Regions from separate parts of the Sminthopsis crassicaudata genome. Here region 2 is linked to region 1. Evidence: chromatin contacts called from public Hi-C data. All regions are on one chromosome and are shown on one strand. Each heading gives the region's core, a stretch centred on a gene start, on an enhancer-like site or on the middle of the called end of the contact. The rest is flanking DNA. Distances are from core to core; before and after follow the strand shown.

Region 1 (7,475 bases), core at 4,693-7,192:
GCAATCCTTTTAATTTTTTTAAAAAACTGGTAATTTGGTTTTCTTTTCTTTTTGAAGTCAAATTAACCACGTCCTTTCCCCCCTCCCCCATAAAAAAGCCACCTCTCATTTTATTTATTACTTTGTTGGATTTTTTAACTTTCAATTTTATTAATTATCTTCTTTGATTTTTAGGATTTCTATTTTGGTATTTAGGGATTTTTCATTTGTTCTACATATACTTATATTTACATGCCCAATTCATTGATTTGCTTTTCCTCCTCTTTATTGATAGATATGTGTTTATGGAGATTTAAATTTTCCCTAACTATTGCTTTGTCTGTATCCCACAAATTTTGGTATGTTATCTCATTACTGTCATTATCTTTAGTAAACTTATTGATTGTTTTTGTGATTTGTTCTTTGGTCTCTTCATTCTTTAGGATTGGATTTTATAGTGTCCAATTAATTTTTAATTTATGTTGTCAAGGATATTTATTGAATGGAATTTTAATACATTATGATCTGAAAATTGTACATTTAGTATTTCTGCTTTGCTGCATTTGTGAAGTTTTTAATGTCCTAATGATTTGGGTCTAGTGATAGAGAATTGAGGTGTGAGAATCCCCTCTGTCGGCATACAAGTCCAACATGAAAGAATTCAAGAAGCCAAAAAATCTGATTGGCAAAAGGGATTTTTATTGGCACTAAGAAGCCAGCTTTGTTAGGAAGACAGACTCCTCAATGGCAAGGTCCTGTCAGAGAAATAACAAAAGGTTATCACTGAGAAGAGGATATCTTCACACTGGTCAGCTGTGCCAAGAAGAAAAGTCCCTTGCAAAGCATAATCCTATTTCAGACTTCTGCAAAAATTTGGGGTTCAGAGTTGTCTTTTTATTAGAAGTTTGGGGCTAGGACTTCCATTGAACGAGATTCCTTTAATGTTGTCAATGTCTCCATGTTAGGATTCTTACAAGGTGCTAAGTCACTGGAATGAATAGAGATAATAATTACCTAATTTAGCATGGTTCAGTATGATTGATCTGATCTTACAAGGAGATGTTATGGGCCAGAACTTGAAACAAGGTACTGAGTGGAATTGAGGAGACAATGGTTAAATCTAATTTAGCATTGATTTAATCCTACAACAAATAATGGTTTCCTAGTGATGTAATGATTGGTGTGTACTCAGTGGGCAGCATATAAGCAAGAAGCTCTCAGGGCTAAAGATGACTTTGGGAGATTCAGAGTCAAGATTCATTCCAACTTCCACCTGTGTGCTGGCTGTAGACATTGAGAGGATGACAGGCTGAAGCTGGCTGGAGATTTGGAGGCAACTCTTGGAACCAAGGAGAGAGATAGGCCTCTATTAAAGCTAACTGGGCCCAGGAAAAGATTCAGGACTTTGAAGGACACAATAAAGGATCTGGACTTTAACTCCTGGCTGCATTTGTGATTATTGAACTGAACTGAAACTAAGGCTGCCTCCCGAAGCTCCACAAGAAATCTGCTCCTGGAGAATGATTACAATTTAGAGAAGAGAACATTATACCACCAGACCTGCATTTTCAGCTGAAAAGAGAGTACTTATCTTGGAGTTTCAAGACACTCAATATGAATATCAGGCTCAGGTCTCCAACTGAATAAAATGAATTTCCTGAAGAGGATTGGGCTACCCCCAAAGATCAATCAATGGAGGGTGATTTGACCAAGATCTCCAATTGAATGAAGCCACTTAACTTGGAAAAGGCTTGTCTGGGAAAGTAGCTTTTTCCCAGACTTTTTGGAGTCTGAGACTCTGAATCTAGTTTCAGGGTTCACTCCTGTCACTAATATATTATCTTTTTTGGGGGGTAAAGGGGAGTACAGCCAAGAATAGGTATGCTCTTTTCTTTTTCCATTCAATATTCCCCAAAAATGTATTTAAATTTTCTAAAAATTCTATATATCTCATTTTCTTTCTTGTTTATTTTGTGGTTAGATTTATCTAGGAATGGGAGGAATAAAATGAGGTCCTCCACTAGTATGATTTTACTGCTCATTTCTTCTGTAGCTCATTTAACTTTTCCTCAAAGTTTTATTGGCTTTTTAAAGTTGTCTTTGTCAATAAAACTGACAACTTAGATGGCATAAAAATAGAATAAGCTCAGATAATAGAACAAGAAATAGGAAATTAAAATTCTACTCTAAGTTGTGAAAATTGAAGAAGTTATAAATGAACTTCCAAGGAAAGAAACTCTAATATTAGGTGGATTTACAATGAATTCCATCAAATATTTTAAAAAGAGTTACTTCTCCATAAACTATTCATAAAAATAGGGAAAGAAGAGATGTTATCAAATTTCTTCTTTGATACAAATATCAACTTTATGCTAATATTATGGAGAATCAAAACAAAAAGAATATATTGACCAATATCCCAATTGAACATTAGTGCAAAAATTTTAAATAAACCATTAGCAAATAGGTTATAGTGATATATCATAAAGATTATACACAAGAACCAATTTGGGCTTTTACTAAGTCAGAATTGATTTAATATTGGGGAGACTATGAAAATAGATCATATTAATTATAAGAACAACAAAAAGCTTATGATTAAACTAATCAATGCAGATAATTTTTTTTACAAATATAACACCCATTTTGTTAAAAATAATGCAAAACACAGGAATAAAGTATCTTAACTTAATAGGGCATTATGTATATATGCCAATGTATATATGTAAAATCGACAGCTTCCATTATATGTAATGAGGACAAACTAGATTCCTTTTCTATTCAGATCAGGAATGAAACAGGGTTATCTATTATCACCACTTCTATTTGAAATGCTGACTATCACAATAAAGAAAATAAGAATAGCAAAGATGCAACAAAATCATTGCTTTTTCCAAATGATAAGATGTTATACATGGAAGACTCTAAAAACTGAAAAATTAATAACAATAACTTCAGCAAATTTGTAGAGCATAAAATAAACTAATAAATCATCATCATTATAAATTATGAGAATTTTTGTATATTACTTATAAAATGTATCAGGAAGAGATAGAAAGAGGATTTACATTTACATTAATTAGAGACAGAATTAAATACTGAATAGCTTACCTACCAAGATGCACAAAGGACCCATATGAATACCAGAAAACACTGTTTACACAAATAAAGATAGAAGAATAATTGAGGAAATGTTCATTGTTTATTGGCAGAATGATTGAACAAGATAAAAATGATAATACTACCTAAATTAATTTATTTTATCAGTGTCATACCAATCCAACTACCAAAAATTACTTTATAGAGTTGAAAAAATAACAAAATTCATTTGGAGGAACAAAAGGTCAACAATATTATGAGAATGAATGAAAAAAGTGAGAAGGAAGGGAGCCTAGTCCTATCAGATCTTAAAACTTTGGTACAAAATGGTAATCATCAAAATGATTAAGAAATAGAAATTTACCAGTGGAACAGATTAGGGACACAATATATGGAAGGAAACACACACAGTAGCTTAAAGGTTGATAAACCTAAAGATCTACCTAATGGGGCAAGAATTCACTATTAGATAGGATTAGATAAAAAATTGTAAAACAGTTTTCCAGGAAATCAGTGTAGAACAATTCTTTAATCTGTATACCAAGATAAGCTCCCAATACGTATATGATTTTGGCATGAAAGGTAACATAATAAACACATTAGAGGAATGAGGAAGAAGATACTTTTCAGATTTATGGATAGATGAACAATTCCTGATCAAAGAGGGGATACAGAAAATAAAATCGACAATTTTGATGAAATAAAATCAAAACCTAATTTTTTCCCCACTTACAAAACCAATTCGTCTAAAATTAGAAGGAAAGCAGGTAAATGGGAACAACTGTATCAAGTTCTTCTTATATGGAGCTCATTTCCAATATATACAGAACTGATTTAAAATTATAAAAATTAGAACCATTTCTCAATTGCTAAAGGACCAATTAATATCAATAGAGAGTTTGCAAGAGAAGAAATTATCTATATCCCATGAAAAAAAATGCTACAAAAGACTAATTAGAAAAATGTAAATCAAGTAACTCTAAGGTTCTATCTCTCACTCATTAAGCTGGCAAAGTTGACCAAAAAATTATTACAAATGTTGGAGGGGCTGGAAAAACAGGCATAGTGATGCACTGTAGATTGAACTGTGAGTTATTACACACATTTTTGGAAGGATCTTGGAAGTATGATTAAAAATGACTAACCTATGAATGCTTTTGGACCCAGAGATAAGACTACCTGGTCTATATTTTGAAGACATCAGTGAAAAGGTTACGGACAAATATATTTATAACAAGGAAATTAAGGGGTACACATAATTTGAGAAGTAACAGAATGAATTTTGTTATATAAATGTAAAGACATATTAAAGTGTTACTAATACTATAGTTTAAAAAAAGTAGAAGAAGAAGGAGAAGGAGGAGAAGGAAGAGGAGGAGGAAGAGGAAGACGAGGAGGAGGAGAAGGAGGAGGAGGAGGAAAAGAAGAAGAAGAAAAAGAAGAAGAAGAAGAAGAAGAAGAAGAAGAATGAGAAGAAGAAGAAGAAGAAGAAGAAGAAGAAGAAGAAGAAGAAGAAGAAGAAGAAGAAGAAGAAGAAGAAGAAGAAGAAGAAGAAGAAGAAGAAAAAGAAGAAGAAGGAGGAGGAGGAGGAGGAGGAGGAGGAGGAGGAGGAGGAGGAGGAGGAGGAGGAGGAAGAGGAGGAGGAGGAGGAGGAGGAGGAGGAGGGAGGAGGAGGAAGAGGAGAAGGAGGAGGAAGAGGAGAAGGAGGAGGAAGAGGAGAAGGAGGAGGAAAAGAAGAAGAGGAAGAAGAAGGAGGAGGAGGAGGAGGAGGAGGAGGAGGAGGAGAAAAGAAGAAGAAAGATATTGTTTCAAAGAAACCTGGGAAGATTTGTATTAATTGATCAAGAATGAACTCAATAGTACCAGAAGGACAATTTATAATATTTCTATGGTCAACAAATATAATACAGTTGGATGTATCCAATAAAGGAATTTATTTTGTTTGGAAATGCTTTTTTAAAAATCTTAATTAATATTTTATTTTGCCCAATTATTTATAAAAACAATTTTAACATTCTTTTAAAATATTTTATTTTTCCAAATATATGCAAAGATGATTTTCAACATTCACCTCTGCAAAATCTTGTATTCCAAATTCTGTTTCCTCTACTCACCCCTCCTTAGACAGCAAACAATCAATAGGCTAAACACATGCAGTTCTTCTAAACACATTTCCTACTGAAAAATTTATAATTTTCGAACTGTCTCCCGCATACATGTAACTTTTGGAAATTCAGCATCTCCCACTTGGATAGAACAAAGCTTCTAAAGTGGGGGCTTTAAGGTTAAAGCCTTATATATATTATATCTAACTTATTATATGTTATATATATCATTATATATTATATACTCATATAATATATATAATGTGTTATATATATTACATATTTGTACATATCATTATATATTACATATTATTATATTAGTTATATATAACTGAATGTAGGTGACGGGGAAAACTTGACAACAATAAGAGATATCAAACTGGTACAGTGGCAAGAATCAATTCTTTACGTAAATCAGTATGCAAATTTACTTTCATCTTATAAAGAGTAAAATTATATGTATATTAAATATTTGTTTTAAAATAAAATTTTTTATGGTTTTTGGTTTGTGATGGTATAAGTACACAATTTTATATACCCACATATCTAGGGTCACGTAAAAATTTCCACAGGTGAAAAGGGGTATCAGTGGAAAAAGTTTAAGAATCCCTGGGATAGAGGGGCTAAGCCCTATTTCTCAGAGTAATTCCAACGCTAAGGGAAATTGACGCCAGAAATCTGGGCGTGGTCTGAGAACGCAAAAGGGAGACGCATGCCCCCTGCTGGCCAAGAAGCGCCAAGCACCGAGGGCCAGAAGCTGGCCGGAACCTAAGTGAGCAGCGCGTGTTTCTGGGGAGGAGTTTGGTGGAGCGGAAGTACACACAAGCCATTTATTTTCTTGATGGCTATGGCGAGTCGCGCGCTGAGGCGCCTGCGTTCACCATGGAGCGGTATGAGTAAGTATCTTCTGCTGATATTTCGGAGTGGAGACAATGAAGGAGATAGAAGGAGACAGGGTTTCTGGCCTACGGGTGGGAGCTGTTGCTTGTGAAAGAGCCTTTGGAAGCTCCATGCATGGGGGTGAGGCTCTCGGGAGCCAGGGGGTCACTTGAACCCGGTCAAGGCGAGGAGACCAGGGGCATCCACGGATATTACTTGGAGTCTGATTTAAAGTTTAGATAATTGTTTATTGAATTGCCTTAAATTTGTAACGTGAGAGCGCTTACCTCAGATGACCTTGGAGGCGTCACCTAAAATCTGACTTTGTTTCCTCTTCCGGAAAATAGGGTCACTAATCCCCTCACGCTCTCCGAAGTTTAGGGAAAATGTGCTTTGTTAATTCTCATTTTAGCGTTCTCTGCAGAATGTACTTGAAGTACCTTGTAGCGTGGCCACTTTGTGGGGATGGTTCTCAAAATCTTGTCGGATGCCCGTCTCCTCTTGCAGAGTAAGTTTTTTTAACTTTGCGTTCTAATTGTTGCCAGAGTTTATAGCCACTGCGCCTTCTTTTCAACTATCCACTACGGAAATAGCCAAGATGCGGAATGAGCTCTTTAACCAAGAGAAAGAGAGACAGCTGTCCCTACATCCTCGGACGGAGAAGATTGAAGTTAAACATGTTGGAAAAACGGACCCCGGTACTATTTTTGTGATGAATAAAAATTTTTCAACGCCTTATAATTGTGCCATGCGTAAGTAAACCTTTTTCTTTCTTTCTTTTTTTTTTCCTGAGGCTGGGGTTAAGTGACTCGCCCAGGGTCACACAGCTAGGAAGTGTTAAGTGTTTGAGACCAGAATTGAACTCGGGTCCTCCTGAATTCAGGGCTGGTGCTCGATCCACTGCGCCACCTAGCTGCCTCAAGTAAACTTTTTTTCAATGAGTAATCTCAGTTGCTCTGTTTATAGGAATTGTACCAGGCATTTCCCTCAACCTTGCTGAAGTTTTTTCTTGTCAGTTTATTAAGGGTTTGATATTCTTCTAATTAATTACCCAACTACAAGAGTATTTTCTGTGTGGAAACAAAGCTCTCTTAGGAAATCAAGTAGCCCAAATAAGCTGACAACTTGACTTCATTGCTTCTGAGGAAGAGCAAAAACTTTACTCTTTTTTTCTGGTCATACTCATGTTTTAGAAACAAAACCAACTTTTAAACAAAAATTTAACGGAGCTTTTCATTTTACTCCCTGAAATTGAACCCTTCCATCTAAAAAGAGAACTGGTTAAGAGAAAACATCTGTTAGTACAAGCATATATAACATCCTGTCCATGTAGTCCACATACGATATTTTAATTAAATTTTATATTTTTTATGAGAAAAATTTGTCAATGAACAGATTTCCTACCCTCTAATT
Region 2 (6,860 bases), core at 3,401-5,900, 170 kb before region 1:
GGTAATTACAGTCACTCTGGGATATCCCAACAGTTACAAAATTGTGTCCCTTTGACTCAGTGATGCCATTACTAGACTTTCATCTCAAAGAGGGCAGAGTGTGTATTTAGGGAAGACTAGTACCTCTGCTGTGAGGGATGCTTTCCATCTTTGGTGTCTACCTAATCTACCTTACTCTTACCTGTAGCTACAACAAGCTGTAGCATGCAGTGTCCACACCCTAGTAAAATGTTTTGGCAGACAGGCTATACCAGACTGAGGATAATGATGAGTTAGGGGGTTGTCCACTGCAAGTATGTGAAGATTTTCCCAGCAAATGGGGATTTTTTTTTTTCACCAAGGAAAGTCTTCCCATACTTGGGGTAAACTTTACCCTTACTCACCAATGTGTCTGAAGTCTGATGGTTACCCTCTACTTGGTTTAGCAGTCTGCTGAGTTTGTTTGCTGAGTTTATTTTTTTTCTCTCACTATGGTTGGCTGCTGGACATGCTATAACTTCCTGAAGCCAAAGGCCATGAAGGCAGCTAAAGCAGGTGTTGTAAAGTACTTAAGAGTCTAGTTAGACAGTAAATTTAGAAAGTGTTAAACCCCCTTCCCAAATAAAGCCTGAATCACAATAAATGTAACTGGAAAATGTGTTTTTTTGTTTGTTTGTTTGTTTGTTTTCCCCTGAGGTTGGGGTTAAGTGACTTGCCCAGGGTCACACAGCTAGGAAGTGTTAAGTGTCTGAGACCACATTTGAACTTGGGTCCTCCTGAATTCAGGGCTGGTGCTCTATCCACTGTACCACCTAGCTGCCCCCTGGAAAATGTTTTAACAAAATAAAAATGGAACACCTAGAATGTAAATTTGTGTAATTACTGGATCATTTTGGCAAGGGCTTTAAATATCATATTTAGCTCAGAAGTAATTAAAAAAAAAAAAAGGACCATTAAACATTCTTAAGTAGTGTGATAACATGACCAAAACTGTGCCTTACAAAAAAGGTAGCACTATACAGCAGAAAAAATATTGGATATGGAGTTAGAAAACCTGATTTCAAATCTCCCTTTTTAGTACTTGTGTGACACTGTGCAACCATTTAATCTTTGTGGACCATTTTCCTTCTCTGTAAAATAACAGTGAAAGATGGATTAGAAAGGTAAAAATGACTCATAATAATCAAGGTAAGAAAAGATGAGCTCCTGAACTAGGTTGGTAGCTATTTAATTGAAAAGCCAGGTAGAGATATTAGAGAATTAATGAGAACTGTCAATTAACAAAATGGGGGGGGGGGGGAGTTAAGAAGGAAGAATTCAGGACACCTCTGAGATTGCTAATTAGATTGCGATCGACAAGATTGTGGAACCTTCAATTTGAAATGTTTATAGGATATTCAGATAATTGTTTTGCGACAGTTCAAAAAATCAGCCTGGACTCCAGCAAAGAAAGGATAGTTGAATGGGTAATTTGGGAGTTATCTAAAATGATATTTGAGCCCATGAGAGTTGATGAGACAGTATGCATACTAAAAAGATAGAAGAGGACCCATTCAAAACTTGACATAATTCAAGACTACAAATTCAGCTGCTTTCTCTTTTTATATATAAACTCCATTTTGAGGCAAGGGCCCACATTATCCATTCTTCATTTTCTGGGGCTCATGTAGCCCTTCCCCCTTGCAGCTCTAGTTTATATTGTCTTCCCTCTTTCAGGCAGGGGCTGTGGGGTTTTTAAATTTTATTTTTGTACCCTGTGCTTATTACAGGGCCTGGCACACTGTATATACCTATTGCTTGGTGATTTACTCATATGTAAGGGATAGGATGAAAAAATTCAGAGAGAGTATCCATAAGAAAGGGATATTCCAGTGTCAAATCCTGCAGAGACACAATGAAGAATCATGACTGAGAAAAAGTCACTGGTTTCCATTTTAGAGAATTCATTAGTGACCTCCTAGAGACCTATTTCAGTTGAGTGGTAAGAAATGGAAGAAAATGCAAGGGTTTAAGAAGCATAAGGTGAGATAGTAAAACAGCAATCAATTTAGCTATTTTTCTAGGAATCTGGCTATTAATGGGAGACGTAACAAGTGTGCAAGATTTTAAAACTAATTAAAACAGCCGTTTGCCTTGTGCTTTGCAGTTGCCCTTTTCACTAGAATACTTACTTTCTCTACCTTAATCTACTCAACTATGTGACTCTATCTGAAAGTTAAGATATCCCAATTGTTGGGTGAGTGAAAATTCACCTAACCAACTACAAACTATACAGAGAGGGCAACCAACTATGTACTATCACCTATCAGGAAAATAGGGCCCTACATCTTGCAATCTGTTCTGATTCCAAATGGAGCAGTGACTATCAGCACTTTTTCCTCTTTTTGCCCTGAGAATAATAATCAAATCAATATTACTATTGCTATTAGATATCCTTAGGACTCCTTAGAGGCAGAATGGACAGGACTTAGGGTCTGAAGTCCGCAAGACCTGTGTTCAAATCTAGCTTCAGACACTACCTGTGAAATCCTGGGCAGGTCACTTAACCTCTGCCTAATTCTGTTTTCTCAACTGTACATCAAGGAAAATAACCTCTCTCACAGGGTTGTAAGGAGGATCAAGTAAAAGAATATTTGTAAAGCACATAGCATGGGGTCTGGCCTGTAATGGGCACTACAGAAATGCTTATTCTCTTTCCTTCTCCTTACTTACAACCCCTGTTACTTTACTAACCCAAACTTTCATGGTCATATTAATATGTTCTGTTCTACCCACATCCTCTCAATCCTCTGCAGGCACAAAGTGACTCATTTTTACACTTGTCACTCCAATGCCTATAGTGCCTGGCATACAGTAGGTGGTTAAACAATTCTAAAATCATTTAATCACTACCCTTTTCTGCCATCCACTGATCTCTTCTAAATGATCTTGGTTCATTTAGTTAAGTCATAAATAACTACTTATCTCACAGATAGTAAGGCGTGCTTGACAAATAGCCAAAAAAATCTAACCTCTTCTGGCCTGTTTTATCATCTCAGCTGTAATAAGGTGAGTGAGTATCTGATGTCATTTACGGTATTTTTTAGTTCTAAGTCTTCAAATATGAAATTCAAATTGTCTTTTGTTTTACTACACAACGTTGGCGTGATAACTTTCTTGGTTTTTAATCTCTGATGAATCGTTAGATAAACAACAACTGCAAATTACAAATAAGTATTCACTGCTCTAGGGGAGTTTATAGTCTAAAAGTTGGATTATACTTGAAAGTGGCCTTCCAGACATTTCAATGGGATAATATAGGAAAAATTAAGTTTACAAAACTGCCTCCAATCCTTTTATGAAAAAAAGCAACTGAGGGCATCTTAGAGAAAGTTGTTTTGGTGACAGTACGAATCTGCAGAAGCATAGGAATAGTTTAAACGATTAATTGTCAGAGTACAAGAGAAGGGACAAAGGCAAGCGCCGATTCACACGCAGAGTCACAAACAGCAATGGAGGTCTGCAACTGCAAAGCTTGTAAAAGTGGTCCGGGGAATGACTAAGATGGAGTGGGGGTGGGGAGGAGACAAGTTTTTAAGAATTCAGAGTGACAAGAATTCTGTGGGGTGAAGTGTCCCTAGATCTGGCCTCCGGGACCCCAGGGGGGACGGTCCCTAGGAAGAAAGGGGGTCCAGCACGAATCCGCTCCACTCCCCCCTTTCTTCTCCCCCCCAGCCCCCGTGAGGCCGGCGCCTCCTCCCGGGCCCTCCCTAGGCAGCGGTCTGCTCCCTCGCCCTCAAATCAGCACAAACGGAAATAGGAGGCAGCGCGTCAGGATCCAGCGGAAACAAAACAGTGACGGTGGCCGGTTAGTGCGGGAGAGAAAGCCTCGAGACAGGGCCCGGACCCGGGCTGCGGTCTCTGCTGCCAGCCTTTGCCCCTCCCTGTCCTGGGCCACTCACCCGTTTTGGGAATCAGCCTCTTTCTCCTACACGGTTCTTGGAGCCAACTGACAACCGTGGCGTCTCCGGCTCTGCTGCCTTCGACTCCCCAAGCAAAGCCACGGCTCCGGGGAGGCTCGGACCTCGGGGCCTTTCTTCGGCACCCCAACAGAGATCAGGACACCCCCGCCCCCCCCCCTCCGGCTCGCCAAGCGGTTTCGGGCCCTAAACTACAACTCCCAGAACCATACCCCCACCCCCACCCTTGACACTCAGAGACGGAACCGCGGGAAACAAACCCTTCACCCCTGTCCTCCCCCTTCGGAAAAATGGAGGTTCACGGAACCACAAGACCTCCACCCATCCCAAAGCCTTCTACATGCATTTTCCTACGCTCTGCTTTAAACGTATTAACAACAACCTAGAAAGGCGACCGGGAGAAAAATAGCTCTCGAATGCGCATGCGCACAGATCAATGGTTTCCACGCGCGGGTTTGTAGGGGGGTAAGAAGGAAAAGGGTGGAAAGGGCAGGAAGGATAGGGGGAAGAAGGGACAAAAAAAGATGGCGGTAGCGAGGTGTTCGTCACAGGACCCGGAAGCACTTTCCGTTCCGTTTCCTCCCGAAAAACTCGCCGTAGATCTCACCTAGGCCGCCTAAAGTCACTGTAGGTTTCCAACGTTCCTCCCTCTCCGGTAAGCAGCGAGAGCCTGGGTCGGTAGCGGCGAACCATAATGCAATTCGGAGGGTGGGGAGGCCTAGTGGGGCGGAGCAAGGACCGGAAGTAGGTCCAGTGGCTTCAAGTGTTCGGGAATCTTGACCGGGTTGCAAGGTGACTGTGACTGAGCGGTTGGGCCAGGTAGGTCAGGCTCATTCCGAGCTCTCTGTGTCCAAGGGTAGGTAATTCCTCCTCCTTACCCGGGAAAACTCTACGACTGAGCGGTTACCTGCCCCGATTTTCTCCTTAGGCCTTCTGTCTTCTGGAGAAGGGCTCTTTGCCCTTGGTGCCGCATGCTGGGTGCGGGCGCCGCGGTTGCATTCCTTAACTTGTTAGGATTAAGAAAAACAAAACAAAAAAACCTTAAGAAACTGAGCCTGCTGGATCGGGGTGAGGAGACTTGAGGATATAATCGTTTAGGGTTCGGGAAGCCTGCCTGTGGCCTGTCGGGGGTGCAAGGTCACAACCAGGACATGCTGGTCAGGTTCCGGGGGTTAGCTGCAGCTTCCCGTTTGTTTTTGTGTAAAATGCATTAGAAGAAACGGATAGGGCAAAGTGCAAAGTTCTCTTAACCTTAGAAGAGGGATGGATTTCGATGGCCTTTCAAGATCTCTAAAACCGCGCAGCCTGTACTAAATAAAGAGCAGTGGCTAGAGATTTAAAAGCCCTTTAACTTTTACATGTGAACATAGAGGAAATAGATGCAGTAAGAAAGTGGACATATTTAGGTAAAAGTTGCAGAATGAAGTGGATATTGATGAATAAGGTAATAGAGGTAATATGCCTGTTACATTAGCGTCCTAGCTGGAAATAGAACCCAAATATCCTTGTATTTTTTTATATACAGATGTGCTAGCACTTATATTTTGACCTTATTTCTACCCTTCCCCCCACTTAACCCCTGATTTACTTCCCTTAAGACTAACCGCTGAAGAGTCCATTGAGTTTTAGGTCTTAATGATGTGCAAGTTTTAGTTCTTTATAATTGTTTGTTTTTCAGTTCCTAACTTCATGCAGTCTTTTTTTTTTTTTTAATAATTTTTTATTTATTTTATAATTATATCATTTTTTGACAGTACATATGATAGGTAATTTTTTTACAACATTATCCCTTGCACTCCCTTCTGTTCCGAATTTTCCCCTCCTTCCCTGCACCCCTTCCCCTAGATGGCAGGCATTCCCATACATGTTAAATGTGTTATAGTATATCATAGATACAATATATGTGTGCAGAACCGAATTTCTTGTTTCATGCAGCCTTTCATATGCATAGGAGGCTAAGAAACTCTAAGGAAGAGATTTCAAACATTAAAGAAGCTTAGAAATAAGAGAATAATGGTGATTATTGTTCCTGTATTCAGATTTGCCTGTGCCTACAGAAAATTCTTAATACAGTGGATACATGGTATTAGTTTGTGATTTAGCCCTTTTGGGTGATGGTAAAATTAGAATTCACTGTGTTTTTACAGCTATGTACAGAATTTGCTTTTCTTTTCATTAAAATAATTTGATTCTCTTCATTTAACTTTAGGATCACTATGGCTCTTAAAAGTCTCCTCAAGTTTTCAACTCTTGTAAGGTCTGCAACTTTGATTTATTTTCGGAGGAACATTGGTATTACAGCTGTTGCATTTAACAAAGAACTTGATCCTGTTCAAAAACTCTTTGTAGACAAGATTAGAGAATATAAATCCAAGAGACAGTAAGTAGAAATAAAATCGTTTATTTCTGGCGATTGCAATAAAAAACCTTTTTAATTGTCAAATGTATTAAAACTATCCAAGAATCTCACTGTAAAACTGTTAAGCTTTTGAGATAATATTTTATACAAATAACAACTGTAAATAAGGGTGAAACATTTAAAAGCAAATAATCTGTAATAAATGCAGATTTATATGTGCAAGATACAAACAAAGTAGATGCCAGGCAGTCTGAAAGGGGAAGATCCCTGCTTTTGGGAGAGCTAGGAAAAACTTTACAAACTTTTTCTCCCTGATTTATCTTTTCATCCTCTCTGTATCTGAGTACCCTATCTACTCTGAAAGAAAAATGATTTTATGTTAAAAGTCATCTTCATATTTTTTTTACTCTTAATCTGGAAGTATCTCTCTTTATGAAGCTTTAATTTCTTTCTTTCATGGGTGACTTGTATTTATTTATATTTTTTCTTTTAATACTTATTCTTTGTGGACTTACAAATGGTGCTGTATTCTAGGTATTGTGCTAGGCAGTAGAACTCACAGC

Evidence for each region. Hi-C and Micro-C count contacts between places; a contact is called where the count stands out from the background.
Region 2: a contact with region 1 is called in a Hi-C map of hippocampus, with 2.3 times the contacts expected there. The contact joins the promoter of GABPA here to the promoter of MRPL39 in region 1. A contact is called at or near these places in 2 of 2 Hi-C or Micro-C datasets (fibroblasts and hippocampus).

The regions. Positions count from the first base shown.
Region 1 is chr3:259,391,936-259,399,410 of ASM4859323v1, reverse strand. MRPL39 (mitochondrial ribosomal protein L39) reads left to right here and starts at 5,942. Exons shown (of 10, transcript XM_074300573.1): 1 at 5,942-6,079; 2 at 6,608-6,814. The coding sequence starts at 6,025.
Region 2 is chr3:259,564,997-259,571,856 of ASM4859323v1, reverse strand. GABPA (GA binding protein transcription factor subunit alpha) reads right to left here and starts at 4,650. Exons shown (of 10, transcript XM_074300578.1): 1 at 4,546-4,650. ATP5PF (ATP synthase peripheral stalk subunit F6) reads left to right here and starts at 4,064. Exons shown (of 4, transcript XM_074300581.1): 1 at 4,064-4,593; 2 at 6,148-6,318. The coding sequence starts at 6,155.